6 separate regions of the Mus musculus genome follow, and regions 1, 2, 3, 4 and 5 are each linked to region 6. Evidence: chromatin contacts called from public Hi-C, HiChIP or PLAC-seq and promoter capture Hi-C data. All regions are on one chromosome and are shown on one strand. The core of a region is the stretch at or near the end of the contact, and the rest is flanking DNA. Distances in the headings are between cores, read along the strand shown.

Evidence for each region. Promoter capture Hi-C pulls out the DNA fragments that hold promoters and counts their contacts. A called contact is a pair of places that touch in the nucleus more often than the background predicts. HiChIP or PLAC-seq counts read pairs in DNA pulled down with a chosen protein or histone mark. Capture Hi-C pulls out chosen DNA fragments and counts their contacts.
Region 1: a contact with region 6 is called in an H3K27ac HiChIP or PLAC-seq map of extraembryonic endoderm stem cells, with 2.8 times the contacts expected there. The contact joins the promoter of Mpzl3 here to the promoter of Ccdc84 in region 6. A contact is called at or near these places in 1 of 484 Hi-C or Micro-C datasets (pancreatic cancer cells) and 1 of 115 datasets of contacts at active chromatin or transcription factors (extraembryonic endoderm stem cells).
Region 2: a promoter capture Hi-C map of neutrophils shows a contact between it and region 6, with 2.4 times the contacts expected there. The contact joins the promoter of Scn2b here to the promoter of Ccdc84 in region 6. A contact is called at or near these places in 4 of 39 promoter capture datasets (hippocampal neurons, liver, neutrophils and 1 more).
Region 3: a promoter capture Hi-C map of hippocampal neurons shows a contact between it and region 6, with 2.8 times the contacts expected there. The contact joins the enhancer-like site here to the promoter of Ccdc84 in region 6. A contact is called at or near these places in 6 of 39 promoter capture datasets (the 3T3-L1 cell line, hematopoietic stem and progenitor cells, hippocampal neurons and 1 more), 2 of 115 datasets of contacts at active chromatin or transcription factors (T-cell acute lymphoblastic leukemia and extraembryonic endoderm stem cells) and 2 of 9 other capture datasets (adipose tissue and pancreatic islet).
Region 4: a contact with region 6 is called in a Hi-C map of regulatory T cells, with 4 times the contacts expected there. The contact joins the promoter of Cd3e here to the promoter of Ccdc84 in region 6.
Region 5: a contact with region 6 is called in a promoter capture Hi-C map of liver, with 4 times the contacts expected there. The contact joins the promoter of Ube4a here to the promoter of Ccdc84 in region 6. A contact is called at or near these places in 9 of 39 promoter capture datasets (the 3T3-L1 cell line, the HPC-7 cell line, erythroid cells and 4 more), 1 of 484 Hi-C or Micro-C datasets (LSK cells), 3 of 115 datasets of contacts at active chromatin or transcription factors (T-cell acute lymphoblastic leukemia, astrocytes and extraembryonic endoderm stem cells) and 2 of 9 other capture datasets (adipose tissue and liver).

Annotation. Positions count from the first base shown.
Region 1 is chr9:45,053,828-45,056,527 of GRCm38.p6, forward strand. Mpzl3 (myelin protein zero-like 3) reads left to right here and starts at 1,354. Exons shown (of 6, transcript NM_001093749.3): 1 at 1,354-1,491. The coding sequence starts at 1,416. Mpzl2 (myelin protein zero-like 2) reads left to right here. Exons shown (of 6, transcript NM_007962.4): 6 at 1-216.
Region 2 is chr9:45,116,611-45,119,341 of GRCm38.p6, forward strand. Scn2b (sodium channel, voltage-gated, type II, beta) reads left to right here and starts at 1,266. Exons shown (of 4, transcript NM_001014761.2): 1 at 1,266-1,483. The coding sequence starts at 1,414. The region is part of intron 1 of Gm10684 (predicted gene 10684); the gene reads right to left.
Region 3 is chr9:44,942,977-44,945,743 of GRCm38.p6, forward strand. Ube4a (ubiquitination factor E4A) reads right to left here. Exons shown (of 21, transcript NM_001346698.1): 11 at 1,829-1,949. Among named protein-coding and RNA genes, the nearest start is that of Ube4a, 21 kb to the right of the region's middle. Within about 2 kb of position 1,360, at least 2 of the 459 cell types and tissues checked have an H3K27ac peak or open chromatin away from gene starts, as enhancers often do. A contact at or near this core is called in hippocampal neurons, where this site is marked.
Region 4 is chr9:45,008,170-45,010,869 of GRCm38.p6, forward strand. It overlaps Cd3e (CD3 antigen, epsilon polypeptide), which reads right to left and starts at 1,442. Exons shown (of 8, transcript NM_007648.5): 1 at 1,397-1,442; 2 at 1,179-1,280. The coding sequence starts at 1,227.
Region 5 is chr9:44,964,234-44,966,933 of GRCm38.p6, forward strand. It overlaps Ube4a (ubiquitination factor E4A), which reads right to left and starts at 1,367. Exons shown (of 21, transcript NM_001346698.1): 1 at 1,252-1,367.
Region 6 is chr9:44,416,590-44,419,419 of GRCm38.p6, forward strand. It overlaps Ccdc84 (coiled-coil domain containing 84), which reads right to left and starts at 1,480. Exons shown (of 11, transcript NM_201372.4): 1 at 1,280-1,480; 2 at 1,044-1,207; 3 at 522-620. The coding sequence starts at 1,399.

The sequences.
Region 1 (2,700 bases), core at 104-2,603, 640 kb after region 6:
ATTTGTAATGAAGTAGTTAAAAACTCACAGAGAATGTCTCCAGGGAACTTGCAGCTTGTGTCTTGTTTGAATACTCATGGGATATCAGGTTCTTGTTCAGTGTCTCCTTCCTAAGAGTACTTTTGTACTGTAACTTATTTTTTATTATGCATGAATCACTGTGTAAATAAACCCTTAGTAATAAAGAACTATGATTTTTATTATTTGCTTACAAACAAATCTGCAAAATTCACAACAGCAGTTAATGGAAAACAAGGGAAGATGTTTAACTTTGCTCAAGTTTTCTTGGTAGATAGTAGAGTTAGACACGCAGAGCAATCATTAATTGATGAAATTAATTTCTAGTAGTTTTATATTTCTATAGGCTTCACATATTGCTTTGGAGGACTGGGAAATGGGCAAAATGATAGCACACATTTGGAAGACTCATTTCTTGGACCTAACCCTAATCTGAGTCTTACGACTGAAGTCCAGGTTGTCCTTAGTTCTTCTGCCCCAGTCTTGCAGATCTTGGATTTACAGGCTTTTGCCATCCTACCTGACTTAGTTTGGGAACTTTAGAAACAAGGATATTTGTTTTTCTACTCTTGATTCTTCTCATAGAAAAAACTACCGGCTTCCAAGTCTAGTAAAGTATGCCAATGGAAAATGTCAGCTATGAAATATTTCCAAAAGCTGAGGCTTTTTATTCCCTTTTACTTTCATTAACCATGGCGGGTCCAGGAGAATTGAGTGATTACACCAGTAAAGCGGGGTCCTTTCCACCCTTTCTTTCAGAGCATGTTAGACTGTCTCATTCCACGTCAAGTACCGTGATAATGATATCCTTACTTTTAAAATGCAAAGATACACAAACCCAAGTTCCTCCTCTCCTTTAATACACACTGTAATGATTTCATCATCACTGTCACTGCAGTAATTTAATAAACATCCAATTCTGAATGATGTAATGGCTACATTAAAAGGTACACAAATGACGACGCTTGCACGTATTTACCAAAGGACCCAAAAAAGATATATTTATTCTGATCTTGGATGGTCGCCTACGTTTTCCTGAACTTCAAATGTATGAGAATCTTTTGTGAGGGTTCAACTTAGATATTCTAGAGAGATAACTTCTGGATTACAGTCGGAGGATCGAGCCTGGTTCCCTGGAATTCCATAAAAATAGAACTGTTTTTTCAGTCTGTAGCCAATCTGAAGCAGAAGAGCGCAATCAGATCCTCCTGAGAGTCAAAGAACCGCTGATGAGGGTAACCGGGTACGATTCTAGTAACAATCCTTGTCCCTGATTGAGGTTGGGTCCGGGACGGCTCTTTCAAAGGTGACTCCCGACATGACGTCACTTCCGGCACCACCTGCATGGTCCCCGGGAGGCGTAAAGAGGGTGTGTAAGTATCGGAAGAGCTGTCGGGATGCAGCTGGCAAGAGGAACAGTAGGAGGCCGTGGCTGCGCTCTCTTTCCACTGCTGAGCATCCTAGTCGTCCAGGGTGAGTGCGCCAGCTGGCTGGACTCCACTTCCGGCAGGGGGCGGGGGGGTCAGGAAAGATGGTCGCTTTTCCGGTTCCGGGTTGGGGGGTCTCAGAAAAGCCCCCGCTCGGCTTCTGCGAAGGAAGGAAGGAAGGAAGGGAAGGAGGGGGTGTGGGATGGTTTTCTTTCCCGGCTAGCACCTCCCACTGCGGAGAGTTGGTTCCCCTCAGCTCTCAGAGCCCGACCACCTTGTGAGACTTGACACCGCCTTGATGATGCCTTGACGAAACCACAGCGAGCACAGGCTTGGCGGACACTCACTGCTCTTGTGAGATTCTCTGTGCTTGTCTGCCAGGGTTCTGAGTTGCTGTTACACCCTGGTCGGAAACCGGGCAATTCGTGTTCCAGTTATTTTGAGAGACACAATCAGGGCTAGGGAAAAAAAGGAAAAAAAAAAAAAAAAAGAAAAGAAAGGAAGAAAGAAGAAGAAGAGGAAAAAAGGAAAATCATGACTTAGTGATTTTATTTCAGGGGCTTTTAAATAAAACATTTTAGACAAGAGTTATAGTGTGATTTTTCTTATAGCAGGCATATTGCTGAAGAAAAGGCACCTTAGGACTTTCTAAACATTCTGAAGTATAAGAAAAGTCATAGCCATTCTTCTGAAACTTGAATCTTTTAACTATTGTCAGTACAGTGTTGCCATAATGACACTATTGTAAGGTTTGGATAATTTTACTTTCATGCTATTCCAATTTCTAAATTTCAATCCAAACTAATTAGCTTCATTTTGAAATGCGAATATTCTCTTGATTAGTGTGTGTGTGTGTGTGTGTGTGTCTTCCTAAGAAATGGAATACTGGTATAGCTAGCATTAGAATGAATTGTTGTATTGTAGCATTTCTCTGAAAATAATGGACATTTCTGAAAGGGGTCTTTAATATTGTGTAAGTATTAGGTGGCTGAGTCTCATCAGGTAAGATGAGGAGGTTTTTGTTTATCTGGTGACTAATCTGCATGTTGCCAGCACACTCCCTGATCCCTCCCAGCTACCTATGTCATCATAAATGTCCAGTTTTCCCTCTGAGTTCTTTTTACAACAGAGCCAGGCCTACTGTCACCTCATATAAACTCATATATATATATATATATGCATACATACACACACACACAGCAGGGCTGTGGAGGGAGAAATGTCCACATATTGTCCCAATGAGAAAAAAAAAAAA
Region 2 (2,731 bases), core at 16-2,515, 700 kb after region 6:
AAATAACAAGTTTCAAACATACACCAAAGCCAAGGGAAGTGTGCCCCAGGCACCACCAATCATCTGGGACCATCAGCTACATTACCCACGGGTGTTAAAAACACAGACACTATCTTTATGATACCCGGCAGCATTAGACGTTATTTGTTGACATAATCAACGTCCAGTTTACATTCGCTCCCTGCTCCCCTTGTCTCAAAACCTGTTCCTTTCCTTGTTGATTTGTTTGAATCCGGGTCCCTCAGAGGTCCATGCTCTATTCTCTTGTAAAAGTCTCTTAGGCATTTGTGCATCAGCCTTCTCTGACAAGTTCTGTATTCTGCGGAAATGCTAGAGCAATGAGGAAGTCATTACTTTCCAAGAGCCTCCTGCCCACTTCGCTGAACCCAAACAACAAAAGGCAACTCTTTCCTGGGTGTTTACATCTATGTACGTACGTATGTACGTACGTACGTATGTATGATCTATCTATTCTCTTGCCCCTCCCCGTGTGTGTGTGTGTGTGTGTGTGTGTGTGTGTTGGGGAGAGACAGAGAGAGACAGACAGACAAACAGAGAGACAGAGAGAGAGCATGTAGCATGAGTATACAGGTGCCACTAATGTGTTGAGGTTAGACCATAACTTGCAGGGATCAGTTCTCTCCTTCTGCTGGGTGACCAGGTGTGTTCCCGGGGATCAAACTCAGGTCATCATGCTTGGCAGTGGCCACAAGCACTTTCCCCAGGGAATCAACTCACAGGCCTTTGGGGCGTATTCATATGATAAAAAGGACTTCCTTACAGCCCTTTGATAAAAACAGATGGCTCTAACAGTCTTTCTCTTTTTCCTTTTTTCTTTCTCTCCCTCCTTCCCTCCCTCTCTCCTTCTCTCCCCTCCTTCCTCCCCTCTCTTGCAAGGGTCTTGCTTTGGAGCCTAGGCTAGCTTTGGACTGCTATGAGTTCAAGGCAGTCCTGTCTCTGTTTCCCTAGTGCTAGGATTGCAGGCACGTGCCACCTCACCTAGAATTCTCTAACAATTTTCAAAGTCTAAAAATCATTTCAAATGCAGTAGGAAGGCAAAATTTGATTGAGCTCTGAGTTTAGAGGCTAAATTTTCTGGCAACTTAATTTCTTCCAGGAATATCTTTTTTATGCCCTCCCACCTGCTTTCTGAAATCCACCAACCACAATATTTACTCCATCCCCTTTTTTTTCTTCCTTTCCCTTATACACCACCCCCCTCTCTTTTTAGCAGCCACATACAAGTCGGCCATATTAGAGAGATGGAAATAAAGCTTCCTCAATGTTGCATATGTCTTTGAAGTACATCCGTGCATTTTCTTTTTTAGCATTTAACCATTCCTACCTTGTGGTCCTTGGTCCCTCAATCACCCTTTCCCACAGCCCACCCGCCTAACGTCACAGTCTCTGAAAATGCACAGGGATGCCTGGCTACCTCGCCCTGCCTTCAGTCTCACGGGGCTCAGTCTGTTTTTCTCTTTGGGTAAGTTAGAACCACATCTGCATGCTCCTAAGGGTCAGAAGTGCAGCTGCAGCGGAAAGAGGAGGGGGCGGGGGAGGGGGCAAGAGGGAAGGAGTGTGAGCCGCTTCCCTCTGTGTCCTTGGGAAGGGGCGTGCTGGGGATCTGGGACAGCTGGGACTGCCGGATGCTGGGCTTCTCCTTCCCAGAAATGTTGACTAGAGGGTGAGTGTTGCTCGGGGATGAAAATGGTCAAATTTATCAAGAGGTGGTTCATCCTGTAGATTTCCCTGAAGTGGACCCATGTGGGGGTGGGGCAGAGCTAGGCTGCTCTGCGGTCTCTTCAGGGATTTTTCTCTTCACCACCACCACCACCACCACCACCACCACCACCACCACCACCACCACCATCATCATCATGTTTTCATTTTCAGTTACTTCCCAAGAGATCTCATAGGAGTTGCTGGCTTCTTTAAAAGTCTCATTTGTGAGCCCGTTCCCTGGGATCTGGTGGATTTAAAGGAGATCGCGTTCTCGAGAGTTGGGGGCAGAGAGTTGAGCCTATCCCACCAATTTGTTGGGATGCGTGTGGGAGGAGGTGGGTATCAGGCTTAAGGACCAGCTCCGGGTTGGCAGGAGAGGCACCAGAGTAGCTGCTACCGAGGCAGGCACCCCTGGTGTGAACCAGATGGAATGGATGAGGTCAGGTGCCCAGGATCCTGGGAAAAGGAGCAAACTGTAAGTGGAACCTAGGGAGAGTTCCTTTAAAACCAGTCTCCGTGGTCCAGCCCAACCTTGCAGACCACCCTGTCGTAAGGTCCCAAAGCCAATTTCATAGCTGAACACCTAGAGACCTCGTACTAGGCAGGTATGTTAGGAGGCTATTTGTAGGCCTGCTTCCCGACTCTACCCCACCCCACAACCCATAAGGTCTCACTTTGTAGTCTTGGCTGATCTCGAACTTTCAGTGATTCTCCTGTCTCTTTCTCTTCCTGGGTGATGGGATTACAGACAAGTGCCACCATGCTGGGCTCTAAACCTGCCTTGTGGACAGTTTTACTCTCACTCTTAAAATTCTCTCTGTAGTGCCTGAGGGTCAAGTTTAAGGATCTTAGGTGAGATTAGGTCCCACTATAAGCTCTCTCAATCTGTCTGTCTCTCTGTTGTCTCTCTTTCTGTCTCTATGCTGGTCTCTGTCTCTCTGTCCCACCTTCTGTGTCCTTTCTCACTGTGCTGGGTGGTATATCCCCCCTCCCTCTCATGCTGGGTATA
Region 3 (2,767 bases), core at 110-2,609, 530 kb after region 6:
TATACTTGTAGAAAGTTGCAGGGTCAATGACACAGAAGGTACTCACAAAAGTTACCAGCTGGTCAGACGCAAGGTGCACTGTTCTCAGAAAATGTTACCATATGCACAACAAATCTGAAGCTAATTATGCAGAGTGAGTGGCCTCTCACAGGAGCAGGGTGCAGAGTGTGTGGTTATTATGGAAAACAGACATTTTAATGATGCAGAGTATGAGCAGCCCAGTACAAGCTTTAGAGTACATTGGTGAGGTCAGAGGATAATCTTTGCACAGTGAGAAAACTATGTAGGTGAAAAAGACTTGATTCTAACAACCACACCTAGAGCAGCCATATTCAGGCACACAACCTAAGAGCATCGCCCAGCCTTCTGAAGAATAAGATAATTATTCTTCACAAAATTTCACTCTAATATTGAAAAGAAGACCTAGAACTAAAAGCTACTGACAACTGGTTCTACATGTACAATCCTAAATCACTTCCTTGGATCTTGCAGACAGCTACTAGGGTGACAGTAGGAAACTAGATGCCAGGCATTTCTAGATCTGAATTTAGATTGTTGAGCAGATCAAGCACATGTTGAACTTCTGTGACATTTAAAATGTCAACAACAGGGCAGAAACACTGTCTAATAAAGACATTTTCATCCCCCTCCCCCATGAATTTTCTGCTGGAGGAGTTGAAAAAACAAAACAAAAAACCCCAAAACCTTACATTAATTTAAGTATCCTGAGAATGCATTAAAAAAATCAGTATTCCAGGCCAGGCATGTGATACACACTGTTACACTGTTAATCTCAGCACTCAAGAGGTAGAGGCAGTCTGGTCTACAGAGTGCGTTCCAGGATAGCCAAAGCTACACAGAGAAACCCTGTCTTGAACGAAAGAACAAACAAACAAATAAACAAAAAACTATCAGTATTCCTGGGTCTGGGGCGATGGCTCAACTGATAAACTGCTTGCATATGCGAGCAAGGGGACCTGTGTTTAGATCCCCAGCACCCATGTAAACACGAGTGTGCTGGTGTGCCCTGCGGTCCTAATGCCGGGACACAGAAACAGGAGGATCCTGGAGTCTTGCTCAATCAGTGAGCTCAAGGTTCAGTGAAAGATCCTCTCTCAAAAGATACGGTGGGGGAGCATCTGAGAAAGCCACCTGACCCCAATCTCTGGCTTCTAAATCACACCTGAGCATGGGTGCCCTGTTCCCACCAATTAAAAAAAAACCCCAGTATTCATAATACTCTTTCTACAGATGAGATGTAGGAGTTGTTATTTCTCCTCCTTATCCTGGAAACCATTCTCTGCTCAACAAAGGGAAAAACTGTGGAGTGGCATATGGCTGGTTTGCTAGAAATGGATGCTTCCGGAACGTCTACACAAGCTCTCAGCCTTCCTGTCTTTAGAAGCAGTCCTCTCAGGTCCGCAGCTCTTATGTGCTCGGATTGTCTATCTGGAGTCCCTTACACCAGTCTCTCAACTTATGAAAGTTTGTCTCTTGTCTTTCTTTGGACATCAGAAGTAATAACTCAATGGTAAAGAGTGAAATGTAAAATGACAGTAATTAGATTTTCCTAGATAATAACAAAAAGGCAGGGATTGAAAAGTTGGCAAAATGTGGAGAAAATATTAGTACAATGTTAATTTTAAAGAGAGATTTAAAAAAAAAAAACCCTGTAAGTAATCCGTACAAAGTGGACTCAGGTAAATTTAAACCAGTGCATGTGACTTCCCTGTGCCATCCTAACAGGGCTCTTCAGACTCACTGCCCACCTTCAAGCTGTCAACACAACTAACGGGACCATTCTTTTCCAAGACATCAAAGGAGTTACCTGTGAAATCCCAAGTACAAGGTATACTCTGTCAGGGCCAGGTTCTCCGTCACAAGGTTGTAGCTCTGGGGGAACGTTGGCTCCTGCACAGCTGGGATCAGACAGGTCTCCTTGTCCAAACCTCGAAGAAGCAAAAGGAATGGTGATGGACTGCTCTCCACAGACATCGGTCTTGGGCTCCACTCTCCCTCAGCCTCCATATTTCTACAATATCTTCCTTGTAACATATCTCCAATGACTTCCTTGTCTAAAAACACTTTCTGGCTTCCTGATATCTACAGAAACAGCTAAATCTCTTTTGCTGGACCAATGAAATCAGCAAAAAACCTAAACTGAGTGATAATACTGTATACTTTCCAAGTGATAGGCAATGGGACATTTTCCTCTTTCTGTCTGTCCGTCCGTCCGTCCTTCCTTCCTTCGAGACAGAGTCTCTGTGTAGCTCCGGTTTTCAAGGAACTTGCTCTGTCAACCAGCCAGGCCTCAAACTCACAAAGATTCACCTGTCTCTGTGTCTTGGTGGCTGAGATTAAAGGCATGGGCTACTATTACTTGGCTATTTCAACTTATTCTTTGCTTTTCAGTGTTTTAAGATAAATTATTTTTGTGCAGATATTGGTTTTGTTAATTTATAAGAGGCTAAAAAAAATGCCCCCAAACCTAGAAGGAAATCAGTCAAAACCAACAAGAGATTTGTTCTGAGTGACAGATCAGGGCCCACTCCTTTTCACTTCTCCATATTCACGTTTTCTCCAGTCCGGTGCCAGCTTTCTTCCTCCCACCCCACACTCTTCAGAGCCCAATCCTGTCCCTTGCTCTAACTACAAGGAACTTCTCACTATTCCTCAATCAATTCTTTCCATAGATTTTTTTTTCTAGATAGCCTCCAACTCCAAGACTACCTGCCTCTGCCTGTCAAGTCAGTGCGTGCTGCTGCTT
Region 4 (2,700 bases), core at 192-2,691, 590 kb after region 6:
TAATGACTGCTTCTTGCAGGAGTCATAGTCTGCCCCGTGAGACTCAAAGTGTGTTCCTTGGACCAGTCCCATATAAATAAACCCAAAGCTTGTTAGAAATACAGGATGTTGAAGGAGTTGCTAGCCCAAGCTTAGAATCCCAGCATTCACAGGGCTAAGGCAGAAGGGCACAGTGTTTAAGACCAGTCAACTTAGACTGTCTCATGAACCTCTGTCTCACAAGCAGCTAGCCAACTCTCTCAGGACCCCCTGTGAAGGTGTGTGCACAGTCAAGTTTGAGAAACCCAAAGTGAAGCAGGAAGTAGAGGCACACAGCTGTGGTTCTGAGAGGGGAGCCAGGCTGTGGCAATTTTCTAGGTCTTTGACATAAAACTCTCATGAGCCATTTGCCTCACAAAGTGCATGCAGCCCTCCTGAGCACAGACCCTGTCGACAGACATCTCTGGCTTCCCAGATCAACTGCCGGAATTGCTGTTTAACAATGAATGATTAGTCAATCGTGCATGACAACTTCATCCATAAGACAGGAGCCGTACCACTTTTCTTCCATGGAAGAAGCAAGAATCAAACTGATTAACCCTTGTTTCTTCATGCGGCACATGCACTTAGCAAAGGGCCGTGTGTGTGTGTGTGTGTGTGTGTGTGTGTGTGTGTGTGTGTGTGTGCTTGCGCGCGCGCGCACGAGCACGAGCATGCATGTTGTTTATGTGCTCTCAATTATTTACCAATTCTATCCTACCTTACTTCCCCAAAAGGATGAACTAGTAGGAATCTCTTGGCCACTTCCAAAAGACTGGAAATTACAAAGTGTCTCAAAGATACTAAGCTGGGATGAACCTGAGTCTAACCCTCCCGTCTCCCCCAAACCAAGAGAGGCACTATCTCTGCTCATTCCTTGTGTTAGTTCTTAGCATTGCTAAGTTTACAGTCAGATGGGCTTATTTTCCACGACAGACAGAACTCTTCTCTCAGTTGATGAGATCAACCCAACTGATTTCCTTTGCATGTCTCCTGAACTGTCTCCCCGCACCTGAGTCCCCAGCCCTTGTCCCCACTTCCTAACGGTATCGCCAACAGTTCCTTGAATCTTCTAGCCACTGAGGCACCAGCTGCACTGGGCAAGACTGTGAACCTTGCAATGGCCTGGGAAAGCACCGCCCTTTCATTCCCCTACTCACCAGCTAGGAGGCTGAGGCACAGGATGCCCCAGAAAGTGTTCCACCGCATCCTCTCAGAATGCTCTCTCTACCAAGATGGCGGACGCAGCCAGCTCATTACTTCTGAAAAAGAAACAGATGAGGTTTTCAACACAGTGGCTGCATGCAAAGACCCTGGATCATTGGTTGCCATAGTAGGATGAAGGAGAGTGGGGGGCACTTCACAAGGAGAGACTTACCATTTCTGAAGAAGGCACCAGACGCAGACAGGGGAGGCAGGTGTCTGAACCCCACACAGGAAGTGTAGAGGGGACTCAGGGCCCGCCTGCTCCACGTCACTTGGAAATGTTTGAGGCAGAAGCCTCCGCCTTGGTTAACTGAGGAAATCCGCGCCTCACAGCCTTCCCATAAGGATGAACAAGGGGGGCTCTAGCAAGCCCCCGAGAGTGCTGTGAAAAACACCTACTTGTGCCCTGTGCAAAGCACCTCCACACTGAGGGAGCCTTCCTTATGCATAACCCCTCCAGCGGAGGCAGGAAGACGTTGAAGCACTCAGTATCTGCCTTCTGTTATGGTGCCCTTGGGTCTGAGCAGCAGGATGGAGTGGAGCCGTCTCATTAATAATCTTCGAGGGGCTTGCTTTTCTTTTCTTTCTTTCTTTGAGACAGGATTTTTAGCATGTAGCCGTCCTGGCCTTTGATTGCACATGCTGGGCAGTTGCTGGACAATGAGAGAGTCACATAGCTCCTGTCTTTGTACTGACACTATGCTAGGGGCTTTACTCATGCACCCACTAGGGTAGCTTTTAGCATTATTATTTAAAATCTAGCATAAGTACTTCCTGAGTTATAAGCAACAATCTTTTTCTTTGTAAAAAACGCTTATTGACTTAGCTCTTTGATAATTTCATACAATTGTAACACACTTTCTGATGATTAATCTCCCTTTCTCGACAAGTCTTTTATTAAAAAGTTTTACGAAAAAAAAGTTTTACGTTATTTATTTACCTATTTATTATATGTGTATATGTGTGGGCATAGACTTGCCACAGCATGTGTGGAAGTCGAGGGTAGCTTGAGGGATTCTCTCTAACATGTGAGTCCCAGGTTTCAATTCAGGTCTTTAGGTTTTTAACCACAAACAACTTTATCTGTTGAGGTATCTCTCTGGCTCCGCTTCTTGATATATCTACTGGGTTTAACGAGAGTTAGCTGTGTGACAGTGGATTTGGAACTAACTACTGAAGGAGCCTGAAGAGCTCCTCAGTGGGTACAGGACTGAAGAAAACGGCTGCCTTTCTTTCTGAATCCATCTATAACCTATAGTTCAGTAGAAAGGCTTAGAGCCCCAGAAGTCCCGCCCCAATGCATGATTGACTGTTGATAAGCCCAGTTGCATGTGGATCCACTGCTGGCTGCCACAGCTACTAGAAGGCAGTGCTTCACAGCCCTTCTCCCTAGTTTCTACTCTTACATTCTTTTTGCCCACCCACATCTCCAGATAAGGGATAGTATCAGACTCAGTGCCCAGAGGGACCTCCCTC
Region 5 (2,700 bases), core at 117-2,616, 550 kb after region 6:
GCTTTTGGATTTGATTCATTTTTAGTAAGTAACTTCACTTTACATACCTGCTGCAAAAGTCTACATCTCTAGGAAGTGTCAACCATTGGACCCATACAATTCTCTCATTTTCTCCTGACTCAAGCTTCTACTTATATAGAGTGCTGCTAATCCTTTAAGGCCACTACTGGCTCCTGAGAGCATACAGATATTTTAAGATCATGTCCAATCCAGTTTTAAAGTAGAACTATTGGTAACACTGAAAAACAGATTGCTATAGCCAAGTTCTATGGCTAAGGTGGGGTTGGGTGTAGCTCTGTTCTAGAGCACTTAGTATGCACCAGGGCTTAGTTTATAACCCCAGCAACTCCCTACCCCAAGCCCAAATTACACTGTATTAAATTGTACTCCATAAAGTCTCTATTTTGGAATTTAAAAATGTTCCCAAAGTAACATGTCTACCTGGAAATACCTTCAGTGTTACATTAGGTGTCGTAACAAAAATCCTTGCAATACGTTTATCTGCAAGCTAGGATCTCATCAAGTGAAGCACATACACGTCCGAAAACAAAAAAAGAACACAACACAACAAACAAAACCGTCTCTAACAAACCCTGGCATTTCATCTTGGGCCCCATTTTATGTCTCTGGGACCAAAAAAGTCAATGACATTGAGACTTAACCCATTCTTGCTCTAGGAGACAAAAAAGAATCCTAAAAGGAACAATACTAAACACAAAACGTCTGACTCTATGGTCAATCTGAGAAATGTTTTCTCGACCAAGAAAAACTCGAGCAGAATCCAAAGAGCTACAGCTGGGAAGCCGTCACTCGCTTTAAAAGTCAACCTCTTGCTACACGCACCCTACTGGTTTGATTGCTATGAGTCGAGCTTCATTTTGTCTCCTTGGCATCTGGCACTGTCGTTCACTCTTCGTATTTTATCCTTTGGGGTTCAGTAACATTCATAGGCAGCAGGGAGACCCACCCACCCTGCGCAGGTCCTAGATAAAATAAGTCAAAAGACAGCCACAGCCCACACTCGGGCCTTTCCTAGCAGGGACTTGGCAAAGAAGAAGGGAATGTGCAGAGCCACCGGACGCCGGAGCACCGTAAGGGTTTCCAGATTAGACAGGGTCGAAGTTCAAGACGGACCCGGGTCAGGCAAGCAGTTGAGAACAGCAGGCATGCAGGGGCCTTGACTGGCAATTGCTTAGGAGAAAACCGGGTCGCAGCCTCAACACTCTCGTCCTCTTATACCTTGCCTCTTACCGGAGCCTGAAAGGGCAGGGACGACGACACCTCACAGCTACAGCGACCAAAAGGTTCTTACTTCCGACTCAGCAAGGCAACCGGAGCTGACATCATCGCTGAGCGCCGAGCCTGTTGGGTCTTTACCCCGCGCCGGAAGTAGGGCGGTGTCGGGCTTCGCTAATGACAGAGAAAACACCGAGGAGGCGCATGCGCACGTTTGCTGGCAGCTAGCGAGGGTGGGGGGCGGGCCGGAAGTGGCTTTGGGATTGGGCTAGGCAGCAGGGCGGGGCGGGGCAGGGTTGGCTATGACTGCGTGCTTTGAAGTTTTGTGGAATATGAAGCTAGACCTTGGAAATCCATCTCTTGAGGGCAGATACACTATTGTGGTGTCGGGCTCTGCACAGACTGTGACTTTTTGCTTTTTACGCTCCCTTCTGTCCTATGGCTTTTTGGAGCCGTTTCACTCGTTGTGGCTTAGAAGCAGTAACAATACCAACAAGGACAATGTATAAGACGTTTTGAGCAGGTATTAGGTGCCAGGCAGCGCGCTATTTTGGGTTGGTCTTAGATTTATCTATACAATGCTAACAGTATACAGCCTACAAGTCTGGTTAATTTTTAGTTTTTAATTTTGAAAAATATTTATGAGCATTGATTGGTGTTTTGCCTGTATGTATGTCTGTGTGAGGGTGTCAGATTCCCTGGATATGGAGTTACAGACAGTTGTGAGCTGCAATGTGGGTGCTAGGAATTGAATCTGGGTCGTCTGAGCCATTTCTCCAGCCTTGGTTCTTAGTTTTAGTAAGGAAAATGAAAATTAAAACTGTAGTGAGTGGGACACCGTGGGGCATGCTGTAATTCTAGCACTTGGTACATAGAGACAGGAGAATTGAGCATCCGAAGTCATCCTCTGCTATTCAGTGAGTTTGGACTAACCTAGGGTTACTTCAAACCAACCATCCAACCAACCAAAACCCTACCCTATTCTGAGATACCCCTTAAAAAAAATTATATTGGCACAGCTCAATACCTCAGCAAGAGATTGGTAGCATACATGCATAGGAGTACCAGGCACTTCTTTGCTGTACTTGATAGTGTATATCTATATAACTGCTATGAAGTGAGATTTAGTTTAATAAAATTACATGTTCAGATATTTTTCAATGATATCTTTTATTCTTATTTGTTACTAATACTTTACATATATTCTAAGTGACATTTATTGTTAAAGCTAGACCAAATCCCTAACAATGACCTACAAATAATGAGACAGGAGACAATCTTGTCTTAGACATGACCTCCCAAATGCAACAAAATCTATAAAATGGAATTTATCAAAAAGACTTTTGCATTTCAAAAGTCACCATTAAGAAAGTGAGGTTGGGGCAAAGATTAATATTATGTGTTGTGTAAAAAGCCATTGCTCTGAGCTGAAGAGATGACTCAGCGGTTAAGAGCACCGCCTTA
Region 6 (2,830 bases), core at 230-2,729:
CACATGTGCTGGCCTGGACCTTAACCTGGTTCAGCTGGGTACTAGAGCTATAAATGGTCACCAACACACTGGAGTTGAGTTTCCCCAATTAGTTCTTGTTTTGAGATAAGGTTCTGTCTGTAGCCTCAACTGGCTTTGGCTGCTCAAGGATCCATTCTTTGCTTCCCTAGTCCTGGGGTTACATATGTGGACCATCACACTCCCTCAGAACTCCCCAATTTAAAGAAGCTCTCGTGGGGCTGGTGAGATGGCTCACCCGACTGCTCTTCCGAAGGTCCGGAGTTCAAATCCCAGCAACCACATGTTGGCTCACAACCATCCGTAACGAGATCTGACTCCCTCTTCTGGAGTGTCTGAAGACAGCTACAGTGTACTTACATATAATAAATAAATAAATAAATAAATCTAAAAAAAAAAAAAAAAAAAAAAAAGAATGGCATAAAAAAAACCACTTTAAAAAAAAAAAAAAGAAGCTCTTGTGCCTGACAAAGACCTGGATAACTCACGAACACGTAACTCACCGTGCATAATCCTGGGGGGAGATCAGAAACTTCTCTTTCATCTGGGCATTGGCCTTGTTCTCCCACCAGAATTTGTTGGTGGCTTTCTTGTGCTCTGGGCTGAGAATGGAGAGAAAGAGTAATCGTAGCTAGTCATTAAGAGAGTAAAACTGTACCGAATGTCAGAGCACTAGGTAAGTAATGCAGATTGGCCATTGGGTTGCTTCTGTGGGCTTGGCAGAGAGAAGAGGATTGTTTATACCAACCTCTTCAAGACCTCTATCTTGGGACTCCTTTCTTCCAATAAAGTGTGTGGTGGTGGTGAGAGGAGAGCAACCTGGCTTTTCTAGAAAGATCACCCACACCACTGGGACCGTGGAAGGGCTAAGATCCACTAAACTCCACGGTTGGCCAGGTAGTTCAGTCCATAACCCAACTAAGTCACAAAGTCGACCTTCCTTCTCCCCAATTTCAACTTCCCATGCCACACGTGTGTACAACTCTCTGTCTGTACGGGGGAGGTGGGTGTTTTCCAGTTGTCACCTGGCCAGATGTTCCAGCAGACCCCCGTGTAGCACTGTCAGGTTGCCATGGCTCAGGTGTTTTCGCACTTCGCAGCCACAGCACGGGCACCAACAGCACCGATCGTGCTCGGGGACATAGCGCTCCACCTGGGCGGCGCGGACGGCCCGGCGGGCGGCCTCCACCTGCAGGACAGAAGCCAGCTAGGACCCTGAAACCAGCCCACATTCCTGGCCTCCCCAGCCCCGGGTCCGCACCTGCGGTAGAAGCCGCTCCAGAGCCCCCTTCAACTGCCGCTGGTGCTTGTGGCTGTAGACGTGACCGCGACCACAGAAGAAAGTTTGCCGACACAGAGGACATCGCTGCGGTGGCGCCATAGACCCAGGACCCGGGAACACCCACACAGCGGCGGCTCGTCACCACCCACTGACCCCTGACCCTTCCGGGCCGGACGGGGCGGGGCGACCTAGGAGCTCCCGGTTCCCCTAGAGGCAGTAGGCGCTATTGCAATCCGTTCTGCGGCTGCGCGGAATATTCACTCCGGGCCCCCACCTCCCACGCACCCGCAGAAAACCCGGCAGCTTGTGAAAGAACGAGAAAGAATGCACGCCAGTTAGGACCTCAGATCGCACACTTTCAGGCGTTGACAAAGACCCAGTTTAGCGTAACAACGCAGAACTGGTAATTTCAGGGCGCACACTGTGACCCCGTGCTTTGTGCTAATGACCTCACCGAATCCTCACGTCGATGCTTTGTGGTGTGAGATTATTGGCATTTTACACATGGGAAAAAAAAAATCTACTCCTGAAGAAATGAGGACCTCTGAGGAAAGCTAGAGAGGTGTATTAAGCAGCCCCTCCAGCTTCCCTGAGACCTGCAGGGGTCTAAGTCACTGTGATATTCTTTTTTTTTTTTTGGTTTTTCGAGGAAGGGTCCTGGAGCTCACTTTGTAGACCAGTCTGGCCTCGAAATCAGAAATCCGCCTGGCTCTGCCTCCCAAGTGCTGGGGTTAAAGGCGTGTGCCACCACTGCCCGGCAGACTGTGATATTCTTAATTTTCAAAGGTGTTCTGCACAAGAATATTCTCTGTAAGTCATTTCTCCGAGCATTGGCTGGGAAATCTAATTCTGAAAACTTGAATGGTTACAGTGAATCATGCTCTATCGCCATTACAAGAATAATGTCATACGCCGCCCAGGTCAGACCCAATATGTTTTTCCCCATTTGTTCCAAAGTTGCTCAAAGCAGTCTGCTCCCAAGGTCTCTGCAATTAAGCTTACTTGATAGTATTTTCCTGCCAGTCTCCTCTACCAAATGCTCATTTCCCACCTGAACTTGGCTTGTGTGAAACAAAACCCAGCATCTTTACAATTAAGTTCCTTGAGTGGCCAGGTTTCCAGCGCCTGCATATACAGGTAGTCAAGCCCCACCCGGCAGGAAGGAAAAAAAAATCCTGTATTAGGCTTCAAAATCCTACCAATCCCTGAGTTTGTCCCAAAAAAATCAGACTATAGAATTCCACCAATCACTGAGTTTACCCTAAAAACATGCCACAGAATTCCACCAATCACTGAGCTTGCTCCTAGAGCAGGTCACAAAATTCCACCAATCCAGGAGTTTGCCCAAGATCAGACCATAAAATCCCACCAATCAAAAACTACCCTGGAAAGTGCCCCGCCAATCCCATTCTATATTATGCTTGCCTCGTATGTGGTTCCTTGCTGCTTTTTGCCTGGGTAGAGACGATCTTTTTCTTGTATCTTTCCCAATGCATCTCTTGTGTGAGGCGGTACTTTGTAGGATCCCTA